2 separate regions of the Gossypium arboreum genome follow, and region 1 is linked to region 2. A link is a contact called in public Hi-C data. All regions are on one chromosome and are shown on one strand. Each heading gives the region's core, a stretch centred on a gene start, on an enhancer-like site or on the middle of the called end of the contact. The rest is flanking DNA. Distances are from core to core; before and after follow the strand shown. Region 1 holds the start of LOC108457198 (dihydropyrimidine dehydrogenase (NADP(+)), chloroplastic). Region 2 overlaps LOC128280399 (a long non-coding RNA gene).

Region 1 (5,656 bases), core at 1,438-3,937, 40 kb before region 2:
TTTTAAGGTGATTTGATAAAAATATACAAGTTTAAGGCTAAAAATATGAAGAATTAAATAGGTAATTAAAATGATTTTTTGTAAAGTTCACATGATATGTTACATTTGATTTTACTTTGTTATTTTTAATTTATTAAATAATATATGCGTTTTGATAATTAGGAGTACAAGTAGGGTTGCTAGGGATTAAAACTACACTCTCATGTTACAATACAAACATTCATCCCTTAGACCAATAAATTATTGGCATTAAATAATATGTTTTTATTTCATATAATTAATATGTAAAGTAATATTATTCAAATTGTTGAATAAAATTAAACTTATTAACTATTTTAATTATTAAAATATTACAAAACAATATGGTACAAAAATGTCTAAAAAATTTTAAACTACAATTAAAATTTGTATGAAAAATAATAAAATTCAAACCTTCTTTTGTGACTTTTAGTCTTTCTTTTTAAAATTCAACTTTTAACTGTTAATTAAATGAAAATATTAAAGAATCAATTAAATGAAGTTGTTGTCTACCAAAATGGGTCAAAATTTAACAAAAGTAATTAGAATATAAAATAAATTCATAAAAATTCCATTCAAAGTGTAATAAATATTATCTCAAATCTAAAAGGAAAATCCTCCTATATAACTTGTACTCTCTATGTCGTCATGAGCAATTCGAAAGTCATGAGCAAATCTATAGTTATTTTCTAATCCTTAAATAAAACGATAATACGTTTCAATTCATTCAAACTTACATCCTCCTATATTTAAAACAATACTTATATCAATCAAATTAAAACTCAATTGATAACATAAAAAATGACTTTCATAATCATAAAATTTAACCCTCGATCTCAACCATGAATAAGTCTCGATCTCGAAATCTCAAAATTATTGAACATCTTTATTATTAAGCTAAAATCTTATCCTCCCAAATTATTATATTCGATTCATGGAATGATGTTATTCATTATTATTCTATAATATGCCTTCCCGACAGCTTTAGCATATCATAATCTGGCATGGCATCTCAGCAGCAGTTGTATTGGTTAAAATATTATTACCTTTTTTTCTACTTCCACATGTATTGTAGGCATCAAGATTCAAAATGATTGTCCATCACTTACGACCTATATTTCGTTTTGAATAAATAATAAATTTAAGTGTATGGACCGCAAGCTCATAAGACTTGTATAATTATAGGTCCTATTCGTATTTACTTTTTAAACAATTAAAAATAAAAATATATATCGATTAAGTCTTAATTTAATTAGTATAAATATTATTTTTAATGTAAAAATTTAAGTTTAAATACGTTGAAATATATTATCTTTTTATTTATAAATTAGAGAAAAATTATGAGTACTTTTAAATATTAAATAAAAATAAATATAATCAAAATTATTAAAAATGGAAAAAAACAGATAATCTGATATTTACGTGAAGCGGTGGTGATGCTGTGCTTCCACTTATGGACGAATAAGCAGCTGCCTAATAGATAGACACCTTTCTATTTTTGATGGAATCCTATGGAGTTTTGGTCACACCATCACTTCCTTTATTTAATATATATATTTTTATTGTATTTAAGTTTATTATTAAATCAATGTTATGAATGAATTAAATATTAAATTAATAAGATATAAAAAAATTTGAGTATATAATATCGAATGCAATTAATAATAATTATGTCATTTATTATACATAAATTATAAATTAAATTAAATTTTTATCTTTTAAAATTATTATATATTTTAGAGTGTGATCATTTTTGTCAATATTATTATTTTCACTCACAAAGTGGTGAAACAGATTTTAGTATAATTTATCCATTTCTCACATAAACATATAATATTAATTTTTATACTATATTTAAATCTCGAATTAAAACTTAAAAACAATTTCCTTTTAGAAATTATCTTTATTTTTAAAAGATTGTATATGTATATAGTATATATTTTTTATTTTTTATTTTTTACCTATTTTAAATTTTGTTTATATATTTAAAAGGATTCACTTTTTATATATTGTTATATATTTTTACAATTAATATTTTAATAATTCAACTATTATATATCATATTTGATTCATATAAATCATATTTATCAAGTTGATATAAATTTTAAAAAATAATTAACTATTTATTTCAGTAAAAAAACTTTTATTTATTCAATAAATATTAATATATATTATTTTAGATTGAAATAATAGAGATAAATATTATTTATCTCTTATTATCGGCTTTTTGAAAAATTACACGAAGAATTAATTTAAATTTTTTCACTTTTTAAATTTTAATTATATATTAATTTCAGTTAAAAATACTTTAGAAAAGAAAAAAAACACTCAACTTAGAAAAGTCAAATCAAAATTATAATCATAAAAAGTAAAAAAAAATATTAATAGAGAACGAAACATTCAATTAAATAACATTTTTATTTTTTATAAATTTTGATAATATTTATTTATTTTTATACAATATTTAAAATTACTAACTTCTTTTAATCTATTTTATAAACAAAAATGTAATATACTTCAATCCATTTGAACTCACTTCTTACATTGACAATAATGTTTATACTAATTAAATTAAGACTCAATCGATTAATTTTTATTTTTATTTTAAATAAATAATTAATATATATTTATATTATTATATTTAAAAGATTAATTAAATTAAGTAATTATCGAATAGTTTTCTTCTCATAAAATAATAAACATTATTAGGATCCTGATGAAATGGCCTATGCTTGCAAGCAATAAACTCGGCTGCAAAAAGTCAAAAATACAACTCAGACTCCTAGAATATCCTCGTTGTCTGGTTTCCACAATATTACGATTCAGATTCACTCTTTTTTTTTTTTTTTTCTTTTCTTTTCTTTTCTAAGAAAGGACTCTCATCTTCATCCATCCATCCTTCGTTAGACATCCATGGCTTCGCTCAAGTTCAGCCACAGCAACGGCAACCCATTTGCTGTCACTCGCCATGTTACTCCCAGGTCGACTCGGCCCACTCGGATAGGATTTAAGATTTTTGCTTCTGATAATCATTCTGAACCTGATTTGAGTGTTTGCGTTAATGGGCTGCAAATGCCCAACCCTTTTGTAATCGGGTCGGGTCCTCCCGGTACAAATTATACTGTGATGAAGAGAGCGTTTGATGAAGGCTGGGGCGCTGTGATTGCCAAAACTGTAAGCTCCTTCTTCTTCTTCTTCTTTTTTTCTTTTTTCTTTTAAATGCTTCACAATTTGCTTTCTTTATTATTATTATTATTATTATTATTATTATTATTATTATTAAGGTGGTTAAAACGCTGTTGTAGTTTGATCCATGAATAAAATTGTTATTTAGATCGTATTGATGCATTGGACAAGTTGAACTTCGTCTTTACTTACAGTGTCTCATCAATCACTCAGACTGAACGGTTCAGCAGAGGAAGAGATGTCTACTTAATTTTGTATCTTAGTATTTCCAAAACGAAAGATGATAGAATCAAGAAAACGATCAGTCAGGCACCGATTAATATTCCTTCAAAGTTCATAAAATAGTACAAGTTCTAAGCAAAAATGGAAAAAGAATATTAGGATTAATTTTATTCTTACAAAACAATGCCTAATCATACGACTCTTCGGAGAAAAATGCTTAAAAAAGAAAAGAAAAAAAAAGGTTATCTTGAAATGAAAGCCGCATTTACTGTTTGCATTTATACCATATTTGTACGGATGTTACTTAAATAAATATAGATTTCTATCTTATAGATTTGGTTTAAGGTAATAAACATTGGATGAGGGTTAGTTGGGAGTAGCCTGCATGTTTGGCCTTAAGTTTTTTTCTTTTTTGGATCTCCTTCAACTCATAGCAATTCTGAATTGGTGTCTGAGACTTACTCTTTTGTGTCTATAAGATCTTGGGGTACACAATGGGAGGAAGTCTTTTCCTATCTTAAAAATACCATCCTGTTCTTACATGAGATCGCCAAATCCTATTGGCTGAGCACGTACCTTTTGGGACATGTTGTCCCGTACTAGATATAATAAGGAAACCAGAATGCTGTTCTATGTGGTATTAGCAACATTGGTCTTCAAGCATATTTACCCCCCCCCTCCTTTCTCGCATACATCTGGAATATGCCTGTTATGCACATTTGCATAATAAATGTTGAATCTTCGATACGAATTTGTTCTGCTAGGTGTCGCTAGATGCTGCCAAGGTTATCAATGTAACTCCAAGGTATGCCCGGCTACGAGCAGGAGCTAATGGCTCTGCCAAAGGACAGATAATTGGGTGGGAGAACATTGAATTAATCAGTGACCGCCCTCTTGAAACTATGTTAAAAGAATTTAAGCAACTGAAAAAAGAGTATCCGGACAGGATTCTGATTGCCTCCATTATGGAGGAATATAACAAAGCTGGCTGGGAAGAACTTATTGATCGAGTAGAGCAAACTGGGATTGTAAGCTGTATTCTTCACTTAGATTCTACGCTTCTTTATTTCTTATATTTAAAATACTTAGTCGTGAAATGACATTATTTCTAGGATGCCATTGAAGTTAATTTCTCATGCCCTCATGGCATGCCTGAGCGTAAAATGGGTGCAGCAGTTGGGCAAGATTGTGCACTATTGGAGGAAGTTTGTGGATGGATAAATGCAAAAGCTACTGTTCCTGTATGGGCGAAGATGACTCCTAACATCACCGACATCACAATGGTATGTTTTCTTTCTTTGTTAATTGAGTCACTGCTTATGTTGAGTTTGCTTTCCAGTCCTGATGTTTAGTAGCATGACTAGCATCTTATGTTTTAGAAGCATGTTTACGCGTTTATCATGAATCAAGAAAATGAGATGCTTATTTGGAAACCTCTATTTTTGGAAATGATGACATCTTGTCTCTGTCTGATTTGCTTAAACTTTATGGCACATTTCATAACAGTTCCCATTAGTTGAATGCATTCATGTGTAAGACTAACTACTCAATTTCTATCATATATGATAATGTTCTGTAGTTGGCTCCCAGGGAGAAAAATATCTATATCTCAAAACTCTTGACATTTGGGTATTTTGGTAAGTTGAGCCACTATTAAGCACCATATTCATCAGCACAGTAGTTTCTGAAAAATCACCATAAATTTCTATTCTATAAACAGAGGAAAAGATTATATAAGCTGTAACTTTCAGCCATAAGCTGAATTTTCATTTAGGACTAAACAGTCTTTTTCTTCCATATTGTTGATTGTGTAAGTTATTGTTGAAGATAAATGTAAGTGGATGTCCTTGGTTGTTTCTATGGGTTGGAGATATTGAGAAACAACAACAAAAATGATTGCAGATTGAAAACTTATTTCTTCTTGTTTTTGTTGAATAAATTTCCATGATTATCAGGGGAGGCAAACAACTAAATGGAATTTTTTTCCTAGCAGGAAAAGGGAGGTTTTCATGCTATTTTCCTGAATTTATATTAGGCTAGATTTATTTGTTACTTTGTGGTTGAAAGTTAAATCAATCAAACTGTTAGGCATCGCTGATTGATATAATCCATGGTTTTCTTGAGAAACGCAACTTATTAGTAACTCTATCTCAAAACTTTGTGGTACTGTTTGATTGTTGAGCTCAATTGTTCCTGTTGAAAGAAGTGATTGAAGCACAATTCTTTAGAC
Region 2 (5,565 bases), core at 109-2,608:
TCAAAACATTCCCATCGCTGAAAACTGCTTTAACAATTGAAACATAAATTTATACAAAAGAGGAACATTTCCTGGAAACAGAGGGCAGGGATTGGGAAAATATATCAGATTGTTTCTTTGGCATATTCAAAGATTGAACAAGAAATGAAAAACAAAACCTGACTGCAACCAAATCCATTAAAATTGATATATTCATGGGGTTGTGACGTCCTTTACCTGTCAGCCAGGCTTCCATTAAACCTATGATGAGAACTTTCCCATCCAAATTCCAAAACTATTACATATATAGGGGATCAAATCCAAGTGATGAGAGAGATGGGGCGGTTAACCCCAAGGGAGACCTGGAAAGCTGGTGTCGAACAGGTCTGACCTCCGGCTGTCCAAATCCAAACGCCCAATCCATGATTTGTTCGGAATCTGATTCCTGCTTTATTTTTCTGACTTGGCTGTGAACTGCAACACGACCCCTCTCTTCCTTTCCTTTCAATTCACTCCTCTTCTTCCTCTCCTCCATCACACTTTCAATTCATGGATCCTTAACCCATAATCTAGCTTATTTATATCAAGACACAGAGAGGCGGAGACGTAGGCACTGCAGGGTTACAAGTTTGGTGGGAAACAAATATCTTGTTTTCCTTACCTTTCCCAACTTTGTATTCCTTGATTTTTTTTTTTTAATCGAATTCATTAATAATTTAAAAAATAAATTAAGAAAAATTGAACCAAATTATTTTGGTCATATTCAAGTGTCTATAATATTTTTATAGAAGGAATCAAATTAGGAGGAGCGTATTGGAAATTATGAGAAGCATTGCAAATAAAGTAATGGTGCGCGTGAACAATGTGGATTTGGATTTGGTCACATTTCCTATCTCCCAAATTATGTGGCTAGACTTCTGCTTTTCCTATCTCCCAACTCTCATTCATGTTTCAAGCTTTTGTCCAAATTTCTATATTTCTTGGGATAACATCACGGGTGGGCCTTAAGTAATGTGGTATTTTTTTTCAAAATATTTAATTTAATATCTAAAATTTTTATTACTATAATTTCTTTTATCGATAAATAAATTAATACTAGATTTATTCAGAGGTTAATAAACTAGGTCCGAAAGTCAACCTGAAATTTGGGTAAACTGGTTTTCTTTATCCAAAAAAAAAGATGATAGAAGTAAACTGATTTTTGCGTGCCAAAAATTGATTGAAAAGTGATGAATATCAAACACTGATTAAGCATACCAAACTTGGGTTTGGGCTCAAATCCAATAAATTTCTAAGGCCTACGTGTAAATACCAAGCTTGACAGTACGTTGAAACCTCCAAAGCCACTTTGCAAAAAGCCCATTGAAACTTTTGTAGAATTTCAAACCTAACCGATGGCTGAAAGCTTCATTAATGGATAACCTGTTACGCTGGGATGAAGTCCAAACACTTTACATGCTTTACTATCCTTTTACCATAAAAATACATTTCGAGCCTCAATTTTTTTAATTTAAATTTTGTTTAATCAATTAAAAATTTAAATAGTGTTAATTATAAGTTATAAAATATATTTGATATATTATTTAGTAAAAATAATTAAATTATTTAATAAATGATAATATAATTTTAAAAGAAATAAAATAAAATAAACTATTAAACGTATCCTATATTAAGTAATAAGTAAATTATCTATCTACTTATTATTTTTATATAAATTTTAAATAATTCCCAAATGTGAGTAAAAGTTAAATTATTAAAAATATTAATTTTTAATTGAGATTTATTTTAATAATTTATCAAATAAAAGTTGGGCACTCAGCATGAAATTTTTATTTTCCTTGCTGGGGCCACTCTATGACTGATAAGTTTACTATTACTTAAATTACAATCAAAGTTTTATGTACATAGTTATATCAAATTAAAATTTATATATTAAATTAAATATTAAAATAAGATTTATATATAATTCGATATTTATCTCAAGTTAATAAAATAATAATTAATATTTTGATAAAAATCAATCTTATCCTTTTAAAAACTATAAAATAATACAAAATAAAATTATATTTTAAGTTTATAAAAATTATAATTCACTTATCTAATCACTATTATTTAGATTTTATTATGTTTTATATTCCATTTCATTCATTAACAAGGAAGAATGGAAATGCGAAAATGTACATGTAATGTGAATAATGTATGTGAGGTGACAAGTGAGTGGCCAGGGTTAAGCCTCACTTTATCTTCTTCACTACTTGAAACCGGTGAGCCGTAACTTCTGACACTGCCTTGGAATGCGAACTGAAAACGACCCAAATTTTAGTCAAACAAACAACCCACTCACATCATTTAACTATAAACCCAATAATTCCTGCAATACTGTTTTGTTTTATTAATTTATAATTATTCTTAAGTTAATCTATTAAAATAATTAATTTGATTTATCTCACATTATATTTTAATTATTTATATTTAAAATAATATATTTTAATTATTAAAGTTATCGTGTTATATTTTAGTCATTAATGATATAACGGTAAATTGAAATGTCAAATTAAATCATTATTTCAAACGAATATTTTAAGTTAAATTATACAATTGTCTCCTATTTTTTTTGTTTTAAGTAATTTAATTTTTTTAATGTTCTTTGAATTTTTTCTTTTATTTTTATTCTCTTCTCCTTCTTCCTCTTTTTTCCTTCTTTCTCTATTTCTTTTAACATAGTTTTTCTATGTTTTCTATCTATTAAAACTAGTCCTTATACTTTTACTTTTTTAAACAATTTAATTTTTTCATTTAATTTATTTATTTATTTTCCTTCTTCCCTTTATTTTTCTTTCATACTATATTCTTTATTGCATAAACATAATATTTGTCCACCAAATAAATCAAATATTTGTTTCTTTCACATTATTCTTAAATTGAATTTATTTGAAAATCAAATATCAATCATTGTTAATCAAATCTCAATTTGAATATAACATAATTTTAAAACTAAAATTAGAGTTAACTAATTAATATAAAAACCACATCCTTAATCAAATCTAAATATAATTTAATTTTTTATATTCAAAATATTTTTCTTCCGTTTCCAAATTTTATTGTGTAGATTATTCATTTCTTTTCCTTTCATTTTCTTTTGTGACGAATAAAATTTAGCAAACGACAAAATTGATCTAATGTTATATATTTGTTTGAAAATTTATATAACATATTATTATTTTAATTATTTTTCAAATGTTATATATTTGTTTTATGATGGAAACTAAAATTCACATTTGTTTCTTTTAGGTCTTTTAGGGTGGGTTTAAATAAGCGGTGTATTTATCTGCGGTTAATATAAAAACAACCGTAACAGTAATATTAAATATTCTAGTGATATTATAGTGTGAGACAAAAAATAAATTAAATGCACCGTACTTCAATTCATCCAAACTCATTTTTATTGCTTAAAAATATAAATATTTAAGATAATTTTAATGATAAATAGATAAGTGGGAAATATTGAATGGAATAAAATATTTGAGTGACAATCATGAAGCAATCAATTGCTATATCATTCCACACACTTTCCCAAAGCCACACGAGGGGAGAGTCCTATCTTTCTTTTGGAGACTTCCTAAAAAAATAAATATTGTGAAATTATCCTTAGAAGTAATTTTATAGAATTTAATAATTTATTAAAAATATTGTGATATTGTAACAAAATTCAGTAATTTTAAATAGCTCACATTACAAACCCTTTGAAATGTGGGTAAATTAATTGTACTTAAACTCTGTTTAAAATTACATTTCGATTATTTAATTTTTAATAGTTACATAATAGTCATTAAGATTATTAAATTATTACTTTTTATCATTCAATTGCTAATTTTTGTTAAGAAAGTAACATTACACCTTAAATCAAAGGATTATATATAACTAATTTGGTCTCGAGCTATGGTTAAAAATCATTTTGAAATTTAAAAATTTTTCTTATCAATAATTTAAAAAATGAAAATATTAAAAATATATATAAATCAATTACAACAAGGAAAAGCCAAGAATTTTAGAGCTAAAATTTTCACATCCAATCTCATAAAAATTACAATATTTGAACTTCACAAAAAAAAAAAATACCTATTCACTTTTATGCTACTCGTTTTTCATTTGCTTTGTTATTTTACGTTCTTTTCATTTTCATATTTCTTTATCTTTTCTCCCTATTTTTCATATAGATCAGTGTTGGTTCCACTCTTTCTAGATTATTAAAAATAATATATATGTTTTATTTATAGCTAAAAGTACAATTTTAACTTAAAATTTGAGAGAAGAATAAGAACACTTGATATTATAAATTTTAAAATTCAAAATTGAAAGTTAAAGAAAAACCTAATGCATGCTTTTCATACACTAAATAGATAATTAATTTATAAGTAAAATTCAACTTGTATATATGCTTTCTTCTTTGTTTTTGCTTCAATAATTATTTGGTTTGCTTGGAAAACTTTTAGTTTCAATAGGTTTTCACCTCTTTTGGATTTTTAATGCTTTTGGTCCAAATATTTTCTTGATGTTAATCAATTATCATGAATATTTAAAACAACCTTTTAATTGTTACTCTTAATTTATATATTATTATGTCATATTTTTTAATTTCTTGAGCATTTGTGAAGTACTTATTTGTTAGCATTTGATTTCATATACTATGATATTTATACCATCATTTAAAAAAACTAAAAATACATAAAATTACTAAAAAATATGTCCAAAATAAATCTAGACAAAAAAAAATTGTGAAAGTTCATTTGAATCTGGACACTAATTTGTCTAGATTCATTCTATATATGAAAATAATTTTATAAATTTATATATTTAAAAAATATTTACGCTTGCCAAGTATTGTTGTAATATTGAACGATAATATCATGTCATTATATTCTAATAGTGTTACGACAAAGATGCCAAATGTGAAGAATTTCAAATCTAGATATAATTAAGTAAAAAATAAAATATCAACCTAAATCTAGAGGAAATATATATATATACCCTTTGTTGAATTAATGGATCCATCAAAAGGAAAAAAAAAATCCATCAATTTTAATTAAATCGGCTTGTCTTGACAAATACAACTACCCAATTAATTTAATTCATTGTTTGAGGAATGCTATCATCACCACCTATAGTTCCTTTACTAATTCCATGCCTACCTGTCCTCATCATTCTACCCCTGTATTTGTTTGGTATTTAGATAAGCTAGGTTTAGTTCCCAATAATTACCTACAAATACCAAAATTAACATTTAATTCATTCATTAGTGTAGACGTATTTATGTTTAAGTGGGTCGAATTTATTTTTCCATAAAATTTGGCTACATATTTCCTCCAAACAATTTGCCTGCCCAATTATAGAACCGCACATGATCAGATATCTTCTTTCAAAACGAAAAGGCAACGTACAATCAGTTTATTAAGGCTTAATAGTATAAAAGGGGCCTCTCAAGATATCATGCAAAATAATATCAGCCAACAAGTTTAATGTTCTTTTTTTTTTTTTTTTGGGTTTGCATGAGTGGTTAGTTGTTAACTTACGAAACGAAATAAACTT

What was found. A called contact is a pair of places that touch in the nucleus more often than the background predicts.
Region 1: a Hi-C map of leaf shows a contact between it and region 2, with 1.7 times the contacts expected there. The contact joins the promoter of LOC108457198 here to the enhancer-like site in region 2. A contact is called at or near these places in 2 of 5 Hi-C or Micro-C datasets (both in leaf).

Annotation. Positions count from the first base shown.
Region 1 is chr9:81,844,468-81,850,123 of ASM2569848v2, reverse strand. It overlaps LOC108457198 (dihydropyrimidine dehydrogenase (NADP(+)), chloroplastic), which reads left to right and starts at 2,687. Exons shown (of 7, transcript XM_017756110.2): 1 at 2,687-3,192; 2 at 4,191-4,454; 3 at 4,539-4,709. The coding sequence starts at 2,932.
Region 2 is chr9:81,802,739-81,808,303 of ASM2569848v2, reverse strand. All of the region lies in intron 2 of LOC128280399 (a long non-coding RNA gene), which reads right to left. Among protein-coding and RNA genes, the nearest start is that of LOC108456353, 7.0 kb to the right of the region's middle. Within about 2 kb of position 1,358, at least 2 of the 2 cell types and tissues checked have an H3K27ac peak or open chromatin away from gene starts, as enhancers often do. A contact at or near this core is called in leaf, where this site is marked.